2 separate regions of the Bombyx mori genome follow, and region 2 is linked to region 1. Evidence: chromatin contacts called from public Hi-C data. All regions are on one chromosome and are shown on one strand. Each heading gives the region's core, a stretch centred on a gene start, on an enhancer-like site or on the middle of the called end of the contact. The rest is flanking DNA. Distances are from core to core; before and after follow the strand shown.

What was found. Hi-C and Micro-C count contacts between places; a contact is called where the count stands out from the background.
Region 2: a Hi-C map of whole pupa shows a contact between it and region 1, with 3 times the contacts expected there. The contact joins the enhancer-like site here to the promoter of LOC101746842 in region 1. A contact is called at or near these places in 3 of 7 Hi-C or Micro-C datasets (an unstated tissue and whole pupa).

What each region holds. Positions count from the first base shown.
Region 1 is chr17:6,800,854-6,806,438 of ASM3026992v2, reverse strand. It overlaps LOC101746842, which reads right to left and starts at 2,833. Exons shown (of 9, transcript XM_004925816.5): 1 at 494-2,833. The coding sequence starts at 664. It overlaps LOC733018 (NADH dehydrogenase (ubiquinone) 1 beta subcomplex 10), which reads left to right and starts at 5,330. Exons shown (of 4, transcript NM_001047013.1): 1 at 5,330-5,481; 2 at 5,551-5,585. The coding sequence starts at 5,385.
Region 2 is chr17:6,847,976-6,853,560 of ASM3026992v2, reverse strand. It overlaps LOC101746842, which reads right to left. Exons shown (of 9, transcript XM_004925816.5): 6 at 5,498-5,585; 7 at 3,204-3,407; 8 at 1,010-1,143. Among protein-coding and RNA genes, the nearest start is that of LOC134200433, 5.9 kb to the right of the region's middle. Within about 2 kb of position 3,265, at least 1 of the 8 cell types and tissues checked has open chromatin away from gene starts, as enhancers often do.

The DNA of each region.
Region 1 (5,585 bases), core at 1,584-4,083:
AAAGATACAAGTTGAATATAATTTAAAGGAAGCTGCAGCACTACGTAGGTAGGTAATGACGACTTCAAATATCTATAAAGTAGGCTCCTGCATATTTTGTACCGCTTCTTTAACCTAAACACTCACGACCGGTTAAGACTAATTTGCATTTCGTTCGATAAAATAAGCTCCGAAACACAGATTCACCTACATTAAGTAAGTATTTTCTGATCATTATCCCGATGGTATTTCGTTCAGTTGTAACTTTTTAATTAAACGTAAATAACTTAATATTTGTTATAAATTATAATAAGGCCACCTTGTAGCTAAAGGTGTTTGTGTATACAAATACCCACTTAACACTATCAACAATCAAATTAATTTAATAGATACATAATCATAATGTTCTGTAGGTACAGACAGATCTTATTACTAATAAACTACTGGCACAAATACATAGATAACAGGTTTATCCTGTACTTTCATAATCGATTCGCTAATTCGTTATTCTGACCTGCATGTCTTCATTGTAGCGAGTCCGAGCGGGTTCGTTGGGTCGCTCCAGGAGTAACAATTCAGTAAGCACTATGACACCGAACACCGCAAAGAACATGATGAAGATGAAGAAACTGATATTGGCGCGTTCTTTGGCGCGAGAAGATATCGCGCGCGCTCTCCACTTCATCGTGCCGACATTAATATCACATGGGCACTGGACGAAAAGCGGCCGCTAACACGCGCGCCACGCTACTGACTACTGAGTCATCACAGCCTGGGACCGAAGCGCCATACCACTAACTGTGACGAAGGCCCGCGTCACAACACTCACAACACGACGCCTTCCCCCAGACTGGCGGCTGCGGAACAGGGAACTCTCAATGTTCGACTGACAACACTTCTCCTTCAAACTTCGGGTTGCATGATACCATATGATCATTACTACAACGAACACGACGTCAAAATAACTCTTCGGAACTAATCGGAACTAACATACTTCAAGTAAAAGAAATTGTCAGTATAAAGAGATAAAATTAAATAATAAGTTTCTAAAACAAACAGTACTAAAACGGATGCGTTAAGCGTACTTTAAATTGAATAAGCAACTCTGTTCTTCTCAAAATTTCCACTATAATTCGACGATGAAGCCGTCTAGCAACCCGAATGGTAGAAACATAGGGCGCACGCGTGCCTCAACCCCACGCTCAATGTGTTATAAATCCGTTCAATGTAAGTATCCTAGTAAAAATTGCAGAACTCTAAGGATTACATTAGTTAGGCGGCATTTCCATGTGATGTGTTTTAATGTACTTTATCTATACGACACTGAACAAGCAATGCGAGGCTATTAAATCCGGATGGATTGATTTGAATTTGCATTTGACTGAAGCAGTTGTGTAGGTAGATATAGAGAGAGGTAGCTTTCAATATTAGAGTAAACGAAAAACTTCATTAATTTCGACTTTCAATTGACCAGGGAAAATATTAGAATTAAAGCTTCAAACAAATGATAGTTATCTTCGTTATCTTCTAATTATTTGTGATTTATCATTGATGATTGAAAACGCCTTCAGATATTTGGCATATTTAGCAATATGTGTAATCCTATTGTTTGTATGTATGATTATTAAGCTAAAATATGATAAAAAAAGTTTTTTGATCTTCTATTTTGTTACTGACCCGTTAACTAGGTAGGTAATTATAATGTATTTATATGTAAATTTTTACCATTATTAAATGTGTACAAGTATACAAAGTATGTACGAATAAATATTTCAAAGGGTTACATTTGCAACACTGACATCCAAAGAATATAATATCATCATTATTTTATAAAATTTGATGTAACTGGATATGTGAACGCGTTCTGATAACACTTTTTTGTCACTCTTGGTGAAGTGAACTTTATTTTTCAGTAAACATAGACCTAGTCACACGAGGTCTGGGTCTAGAGCAACAACATTTGATTTGATTAACACGTTGAACGCCATGCCGCCCACCGGTGGGCCTAGAGTGTACTATATACCAATCAGGCCAAGCCAAAATCAAGGGAATCAGTAATATTTATCATTAACCGAGATCATTTGCTCGGAAGATAAAAATTAGCGACTTTTATCGTCTAGTTTTTAAGTTATTTTAAAAGGCCATAATCTTGATAAGAACTACAACTTTCTATTCGATTTGAAAACCTAGGCGTTCGGTTCAGCTAAAGGGCCACGGGGCTCACTTCCATGCGCGTTTTGTTTGATAGTTGCAATCTAAGGCTTGTTGTAGGAAGTGTTTACTTTAGAACCCTCACGTATCTCACGGGTGACCATCATTGCCCGAACAGCTCAGTAAGATAACGCATACCGGTAAGCCCCGTGGCCTGAATGAAAATACTCTATTTTTCATGTAGCGTTCAACGTGTCAATTTTTAAATCAATATCCGTTTAAAGTTTAGTTGAAATTTACAGCATTAAGCATAAGCAGATATTTCAGTTCATATCGTAAATAAATTATCTAAAATATGATTAATGTAACGCCGTTAAGAGTGGCGCCATGTGTCGGAGAATAGCAGAAACGAATATTAAAAGTACTAGTAATATCGAGAACGCTTGAGAAGTGTAACGCTATCTATTATCACATAGCGGAAACACATAGGTATATAGAAACGATTCGCCTTGTGGGGAATGTTCTCGATAATTATAGAGTTGTCGTGTCGACTATAAACGCGTTGTAGAGAAGAGAGACACGAAGGCAACTAGTAATCGGTTCTTCTCGAAGCGAAACAGCGAACGGATCACCTGAAACGAAGCAGAAGAAGTGAATTGCGATATGTAAAGTATTCCTTGTGCGATAAATATTATAGTTTTACTTTGTACTTCAGTGAAAGTTTTATTTATCCCCAGCCCCAACGTGTAACATTAAATTATCCTTATCCAACATGAAATTCCTCTCCAGAAACATAGTAGAATAAACAAAAAGGTAAAGAAGGGGTAGCATTGTCAGTTTTACATGCGGTGAAGCGCCTAGCGGCAGGCCTAGTAAGTCAAATCAAATCAAATCAAAAAAAAATTATTCCACATAAATGAAAGTACATACTTGTTGAACGTCAAAAGAACTATCGCCAATTCACAAGAACTGGCCTCCGTCCGGAGAAGAATTGGCAAGAAACTCAGCGGGCATGTTTTTTTTTTCTTTTAATATTAGACTATTTTTTTAATATTAGTTTTTTTTTAATATTCATTTTCACATGAGTATAATAACATAACAATTATTACAATATTGAAATGCCCGGAGCGAGCAACTCATTCCCACTTTGTGCAATCTTCTAGATAATCATTGACCTTATAGTGAACTTTATTGCACAGATGTTCTTTAATAGTTTTCTTAAACCTATGTATATGTAGGTTCTGAACATCTTGTGGGATTTTGTTGTACAGGCGCACAGACAAACACCCGAATGAATTTCGTATCTTATGTAACCTACTCCTCGGCACAACAAGCTTGTGTTTGTTCCTAGTATTTCTATTATGTATGTCCGACATTTTAGGAAACTCCTCAATATGTTTACGAACATACATCAAATTTTCAAAGATGTACTGGGATGGCATAGTGAGAACTTTAATTTCTTTAATTTTTTCCCTCAGGGATTCCCTTGAGTGCATGTTATAAATAGCACGTATAGCTCTTTTCTGCAGAATAAATATCATTTCTACATCGGCCGCATTGCCCCATAGCAAAATGCCATAGGACATGACACTGTGGAAGTAACTAAAGTAAACTAAGATATCCTTAGTTTATTAATGTGGCGTGGTCACCCAGCTTAAATATTCGTCAGTACGTGGATAGTTATTAAGGCGCTGCAACGCTGTAGTCGAATGTAATGGAAAACGCCATTTTATCCCTCTAAACGGAATGCAAATGGAAAATTTGAATAAAAGATAAATGCTGTTTGAGAAAAAAAGTATTGATTTATATGTAATTATAAGTAATATTTATATCTATTATTTAACGGCCGTCTGGTGTAGTGGTAAGTGACATGGTCACTACACAAGGGGGTCGCGGGCTCGGATCCCGCCAAGGGAAGATATTTGTATGATAAATATAAATGTATTTTCCAGGGTTATGGATGTATATTAAATATATGAATGTGTATAATAAAAATCTTACATTTATTTCCGTTATCTGGTACCTGTAACACAAGTTCTTTACGAACTTATCACGGGACTAGTTAACGTGGCGTGATTGTTAGTAAATATTTCTTTATTTTTTTATTTAAAAAATAAAAAAAAGAATATGTATGGAAATATCAAAAAAAAGTTTAATTATGACCAGAATAATATATAGCTAAATTATTTGTGTATACCGACTGACGATAGCAACGGCGAATTGTTTGCTAGCGCTACAAAGCAAAATTTTAATGTATTAACAGTCCCGGCAAACGCCAAATTCCATTCCAATTCCTAGTTAAGTAGAATTTCTCTGAAAAATATGACATATAATACTAGAAACCTCCCCTTGACTTGACTAGACAGCATTAATAAAATTTGGCACAATCGGATTAATGGGTTAGGAAGGCACAGAGGGAACAATAGAAAAAACTATTATTTATAGGTACTTATTCCTCACCATCATTTTCATTCTAATCTCCGCAGAATGAATACGCATAGAACAAGCACTTGGCGAAGTTGGCGGCCCAACATTCTGCCAAAAATTAAGAGCATAGACTGTACAATAATATTATTTTGTGACAAATTTTAAGCATAATATTATTGAAAATAGCTCATCCCTCCATAATATGGAATAAATATAGGGTGGCGGGACTGGGAAAAGCCATGGCCATAAAATAAAGTAACATATTGAACAAAATATACTTAAAAAAAGATATTTAACATAATGTCTTAAAACCAATTATATTTAATTATGATTATAGATCGTATACAAATTAAAATTAATTAATATGATTTAAACGCTTTATGAAATCGTATGACGAAACTTCATTTTAGAATTTGTACGTTTAACTAATGTACACAGTAATACTGTTGCGTACCTAACTACTTCGTTACTTTATTAACATTTAATTACAACGCTATCATTTTATGTTGGGGCCTCATCCGATTTGCCACGGGCCTCAGATGGTATAGCAACGTCACTGCAGGATGATTCTTGATATAGTTTTTTTGACAAAATTACTGATAAATACACGGCTGGACTTTTTGGCGGGAATTGGAACAATAGAAATGAGCTGTCTCTTTGTTATTAAGGTTTACCTGTTTGGGGTGTATTTTCCTGTGCCTATCCGATAGTCAAATGAAACTAAAGCGAGAAACGAGATGACAGCTGTCAAAACTGACAGATGAGAGAAGGGGCGAGAAGACAAATAACATTTAATAAAATTTAAACAACGATATCTCAATTTTAATATGGTACAAGACGGAAATCCTCCTGATGATAATGTGTTTAGAGCATTTTGCAATGCTCTCTACAATACAGTCGATGCTCCGGTAACATGGTTCCGAGGTGGGTTAATTTGATATCATAAAACTAGTGTGTTGTTATGTAAGTGAGTAATTTTTTCATTGTACGCAGAAACTGTTGTCGAACCAAACCAGAAGAAGTACCCT
Region 2 (5,585 bases), core at 2,016-4,515, 47 kb before region 1:
CAGAATTGTAAGGGCCTTTTCACACACATGCGTTTTTATTTATATATCAAAGCAACTGTTCACACAATTGCAAAATTTTGTCACAAACAATTCATTACCATAATAAAGCAGTTGCTAATGTTTGTGCGTTCAGTATCAAGTGTTAATGTGCTTAATGAAGGATCGAAATAAAATTGAAGTTCTAGTGCTGTTCAGATTGTGAGATTCACAGAAAACGGTGGTAAAAAATATTTGTCTCATCTCTATATTGAAAAAAATAGAGATTACACTATTCTCATCCAATAAGCTCATGCATCCTTAACAAATAATACGAGTACAAATTCTTCCTGCATTTTGGAACAAGAACAAAAACATTCAATAAATTTAAAACGTATTTATAAAGAGCGACTACGGGTATGACAAATTACATGGAGCGATAATGTTAGGGTTTTAGTTAAGCCGTTCTGAGCTTAAAGCCTGTGTGTTAAGGTTGACGATAGATCGTAATGGTCGACTGTGCTATAAGGTTCACAATAGATCGTAATGGTCGACGTCACCGTGGCGGAACCGTGCCCGTGTGGGATCACGACGTCACAGTGATGTGTCATCCTAAATTGATACGCACATGCATTATACATCTCATAATGATTAATATATTATTAAGTGTGGTTGAATTCATTGTTTTTTTAAATGTATTTTCGCGTACCGACACGGTATCGTTTAAAAACCCGAATGTGTGTAAAAAAGACCTTAAGTCACATTAAAATCGAAGTCCCTACCTACGTATATGACATTACACATCAAGAAACATTCAAATATTATTTAGCATATATAACTGTATCGCTTCATCTTAGATTAGCTAAATAAAAAAATAAAAAGATTCGCCACTGATAAATTAGTCCTTTAAGTCTTTTATGAAGTTTTGAAACGTGTTTAATTCTTTCTTTTATATTTATCACTTCGGCGCAGCCCTGACAGGGAATTAGAACTATTCGATTGTTTTTTTTTTAACCTTTCTTTGTGTATTTACGTAGGGCAGGCGATGGTTAAGCTTTTCCTCTCGGTGTTTATCCTCTGTTGGAGCTCGTCGGTCCACCGGTGCGCGGTTCGGTCCACGGTGGACGGGACCGTCAGACAGTTCATGCCGCCGAATTCGCATGCGATCTGAAAAAGCGATGGTGTTATCATCGGGTTAGCGCGCGTCGTAACACCAGTGTGCTTAGAGCGAGTTCATTAACTTCTCGATCGCGTAAAAGTTAACTTTTTTTTGCATAGTTGGGTGGACGAGCTCACAGCACACCTAGTGTTAAGTGGTTACCGGAGCCCATAGATATCTACAACGTAAATGCCGCCACCCACCTTGAGATATGAGTTCTAGGGTCTCAGCATAGTTACAACGGCTGCCCCATCCTTCAAACGCTTTACTGCTTCACGACAGAAATAGGCAGGGTGGTGGTACCAGCCCGTGTGGACTCACAAGAGGTCCTACCACAAGTAATAAGTTACTGTGGTCCTATCACAGTAACTCATATTTGTATGGAGTTGGAAAAGTGCCCCTAGCAGCAAACGAAGGGAAGCTTATAGCTTTACACAGATTAGGACCCCGCGAGCTCACCTACTCGTTCGATGAACCTAATATGACCTCTCGAGGTCATCGGAATCGGTAAAGAAAAAAGCGCGTCGAAGAAATAATTAAGAGTACTTTTACAGTTTAAAATCGCCTTTTTTATCGTCATATTATTTTCGAATTTTCGAATAGTTTACAGTTTTGCATGGCCACGCACGACAGAAGCGTTGTTCGTCGTCGACATTTGAATATTGTGCGAACTACCGTCAATTTACTTGTAAAATAATTTCTTGACTTTTACGTTTAATTTCAGACAGTAAAAGTACTTTTAATTATGAAAATGGTGTTATACGAATGCGCTGACATATTATTAGTTCACCGTGGACATAATTAGAACAATTTCCCGGTGGTAGGACCTCTTGTGACTCCGCACGGGTAGGTACCACCGCTCCGCCTATTTCTGGGTGGGACAGCCGCTGTGACTATACTGAGATCTTAGAACTATATCTCAAGGTGAGTGGCGCATTTACGTTGTAGATGTCTATGGGTTCCAGTAACCACTTAACACCAGGTGGGCTGTGAGCTCGTCCACATATCTAAGCAATAAAAAAAAATCATTTCAATTTAATTTGACGTTTGGAATAACTAATAATGGTACAATTGTAATTGAAACGGCGGTAATAATAAAACGAACATAATATATTTGACATTTAATTGGTTGAGGTTGGATCAATTATGGCTGCGCCTCGCAAAAAAAACGAAGAGAACAAATTACAGTTTTATCACAAATGACCAAAAAGAAATGTTTTATTAGTGATTTGTAGTCACTACTATTGTATCAAAATTTCAGTAGCAGATTTATTAATCTGCTTTATAAATTTCTATTTACTATTTACCCACTTAAAATAAGATTGCCGAGTTAATTAAATACAACATGCAGCTATTTTCTTAAAGCTACACAATAAGAGAAAAACAATGAAATACCTAGTAGATGACGGGAAAACAACTAACATATTTATTTGGAGAAAAAAAAAATTTTTTTCCTCACTAATTTTGATGTCATCATAACCTAAAGGCCGACTCGTAAATAATGATGCGATTATGCCCAACTCTCTGCAGCAGCGACAAATTCTGCCCTAGCCAAACCAGCTTACTTATTTTATGCCACGAAGCAACCATGCCTTTCATTTGAGTGAGACAACAGTTATACTATACAATTGTTAGACAAATTGTCGTTCTCACGTCACAAACTGGGAAGCGGTATCCACATTGGGTCCTCTGTGGGCTCCGAAAACCACTCAACACCAGCTGAACTGTTGCTTTCAGCGTGAAAGTCGTTCGTGAATACGCGTTAAGTACGCGTTTTCTTACAAGACGTGGTCCTTTGCTACACCGGATCACATCATCTGCGGGCTGTGTCATCATTTATGGGCTGTATCATCGCTATAAGTGATCTCTTCCAAATAAGAAACTTTGAAAAAGATTCAGTCGGTATTTTGCGGTTTACTATTATTATTACGAAACATTCACAGTTCAAAAGTTGAAATATCCAATCCAACAGCACTGGTCAAATACGTAACGCTCCTTCATTGAAGAGATACAATTTAAATACGTAAAGGTAAGCTGATGAATATTATGGAAGTCTGGTATGTCTTACCCTATAGTGGTGGAGCAAGGCCCTGTCGGTGGGCACGCCGACGGAGCTGGCCCCCGGCGCGAGCTCCCACAGGAAGTGGTTCCCGAGCTCGACGGCGTCGCGCGGCCGGAGCGCGTACTTGCTGCGGTTTTTGAGCGCGTGCGGCGTCGCCCAGCGGCGCGTCTTGCGAGCCGTCGTAAGCGGCGCCGTCGCCTCCTTGTCGTCCTGCATTCGATCGATAGACAATCAGGAGCGAACGGGAATGCGGAAATACTTAAATAAGCTTACTTGAATACGCTTAGAATACTTGAATAATTTTATTACTGGTAACGATAACGTTATAGTAAAATGGAGTGATTTGGTCACATAAAAATTATAAGTATATATTCTGTAAAATCATTATGGGATGAAAGGAAAAGAAAAAAAGAAACTACGATTATAAATTTGTGGAAGTATTTATGGATATAGGTATACTCCTATGTGGATCGAGTAATGCGTTTCATTCTTAAAATGATATGGTTGATATGGTAGAAAAACAGTTTTTTTTATCTGATGAAAGCATGCGTTAGTTTTTACATCATTATAACAGCATTTTAAAATGTAAATCTCATTAGAACGATCTCCATTGGATTAATTTGGAAAAGTATTTTCAGCCACTCCTATGTGGATCGAGTATTGCTGAAAGAAATTGTTATTAAGAGTCTTAATCATCACAGTCTTCAGAATTCTATCGTGATATTATACATTGACCGATACATAGAATATCTCTTGGGAAAAAATATACACGTGTCACTTGCATAGCCAACACCTCAGCTAACAATCACTAAAGTTGGATTGGAATGACTAATCGAGAATATGTTGTAGGGCTTTGAGGATAAATTGGGTCGGTCTGCTTAATTAAATCTTACTTTAGTACATAAGACTAGACACTCTTTTACATCCCTTTGTGTGCCTTAGAATTACTTTTGATTTTAAAAGCTTAATTATTTTTATAATAACGGCTAAGTAATAACCAATGCGTCTTATAAGCTGCAAATTGAAATGATTTCAATACAAAATGTAGGTAATATTTAATTTCTAACACAATCTCTTCGGATTCGTTCCTACGTCACTTTAATCGCCTGTCCGAATTGCGACCTCGCGCCTTTCTATTTCTAACTCTCACTCGCTCGCGCTCTCGTTCGCTCTCACTCACTCGCTCGCTCTCTCGTTTTCGTCTCTGAATATCTGACTACTTAATACCTAAGCGAATTTCTGTCACAAGCAGAGGATATTTCATTGTCTCTATCAAAAGTCAGGTACACAAACATTCGACTATCGACTAATACCGAGCCGATGGCGAGTTCCAAAAAACGTATTCAACTCGATATCTACTTTGTGTATTTTTCACAGCAATTAAGTGTTCTTTATCGCCCTACTCAATTTTAATATTAAAATAGCATTTAACAAAGATTGGCGCCAAAACGCGAATACACAATACATTGTGAAATAACAATGACTTGACTCGAAATTCAACGATAAAATTGATGTATCTATTTTAATTTTATTGTAACATTGTTAATGGTTAAACTGTGCAGATAGTATGACAAAATATTTTTTTTGTTCTAAGGTCATTATCTAGGAAGGAAACAAGAGGGATATGTTTGTATGGACAAATTAGAGCGCGCTTCCTCTCTAAAGTTATAACAATTAATGCTGCTTTTACTACTTTAATTAATCTCATTGTTTGTTTTCATTTAATAAAATACGACTTTTTTAAAAACTGTGCATTTTTCGATAGCTATGTATTTTTTTTTTTGTTTTTGTTAGAAAATGAATTAGGTTATACAGTGTTAAGTGGTTATTGTCTTGACGGGACAAACAGGAAGTCTGGGGTTGAATTTTTTTTTTTAACAACCTTCCTATTCTTCAAATAGGAACACAATACTGCTTCGTGGTAGATATAGGCGGAACGGTTGTACCTATTCCAATGCACTCATAATACGCCCTACCATCAGCGAAAACTATAAATGTACATTATTGGTTATAAGTAGAAATTTTACTATTTAGCAAAGTACCCACCGAAAATTTGTTTAAACATAAAAATAACAGTATTTCGAGATCTGGCAGCGTCTTTGTATTGGGTTTAAGCTGAAATGATACAAGTGAATTTTAACCCTAAAAACCAGCTACAATCAAGACTAGGAGAGGTGCGAAACCATACGCTAATACATTCTATACCACTCTTATAAGACAAAACAGAAAAGTCGCGTTTGTTGAATGGCTGAATTCACAGTTTGCCTTTTTATATAATCCAACGAATAACCCAGCCTCACCTCCCAGCGCAAATAGAAGAATGCATTCCGGAACAGAAAGGCGGATGGTGCCTTCGATGGTGGATTATAAGAGGCTCGGAGTGACGTC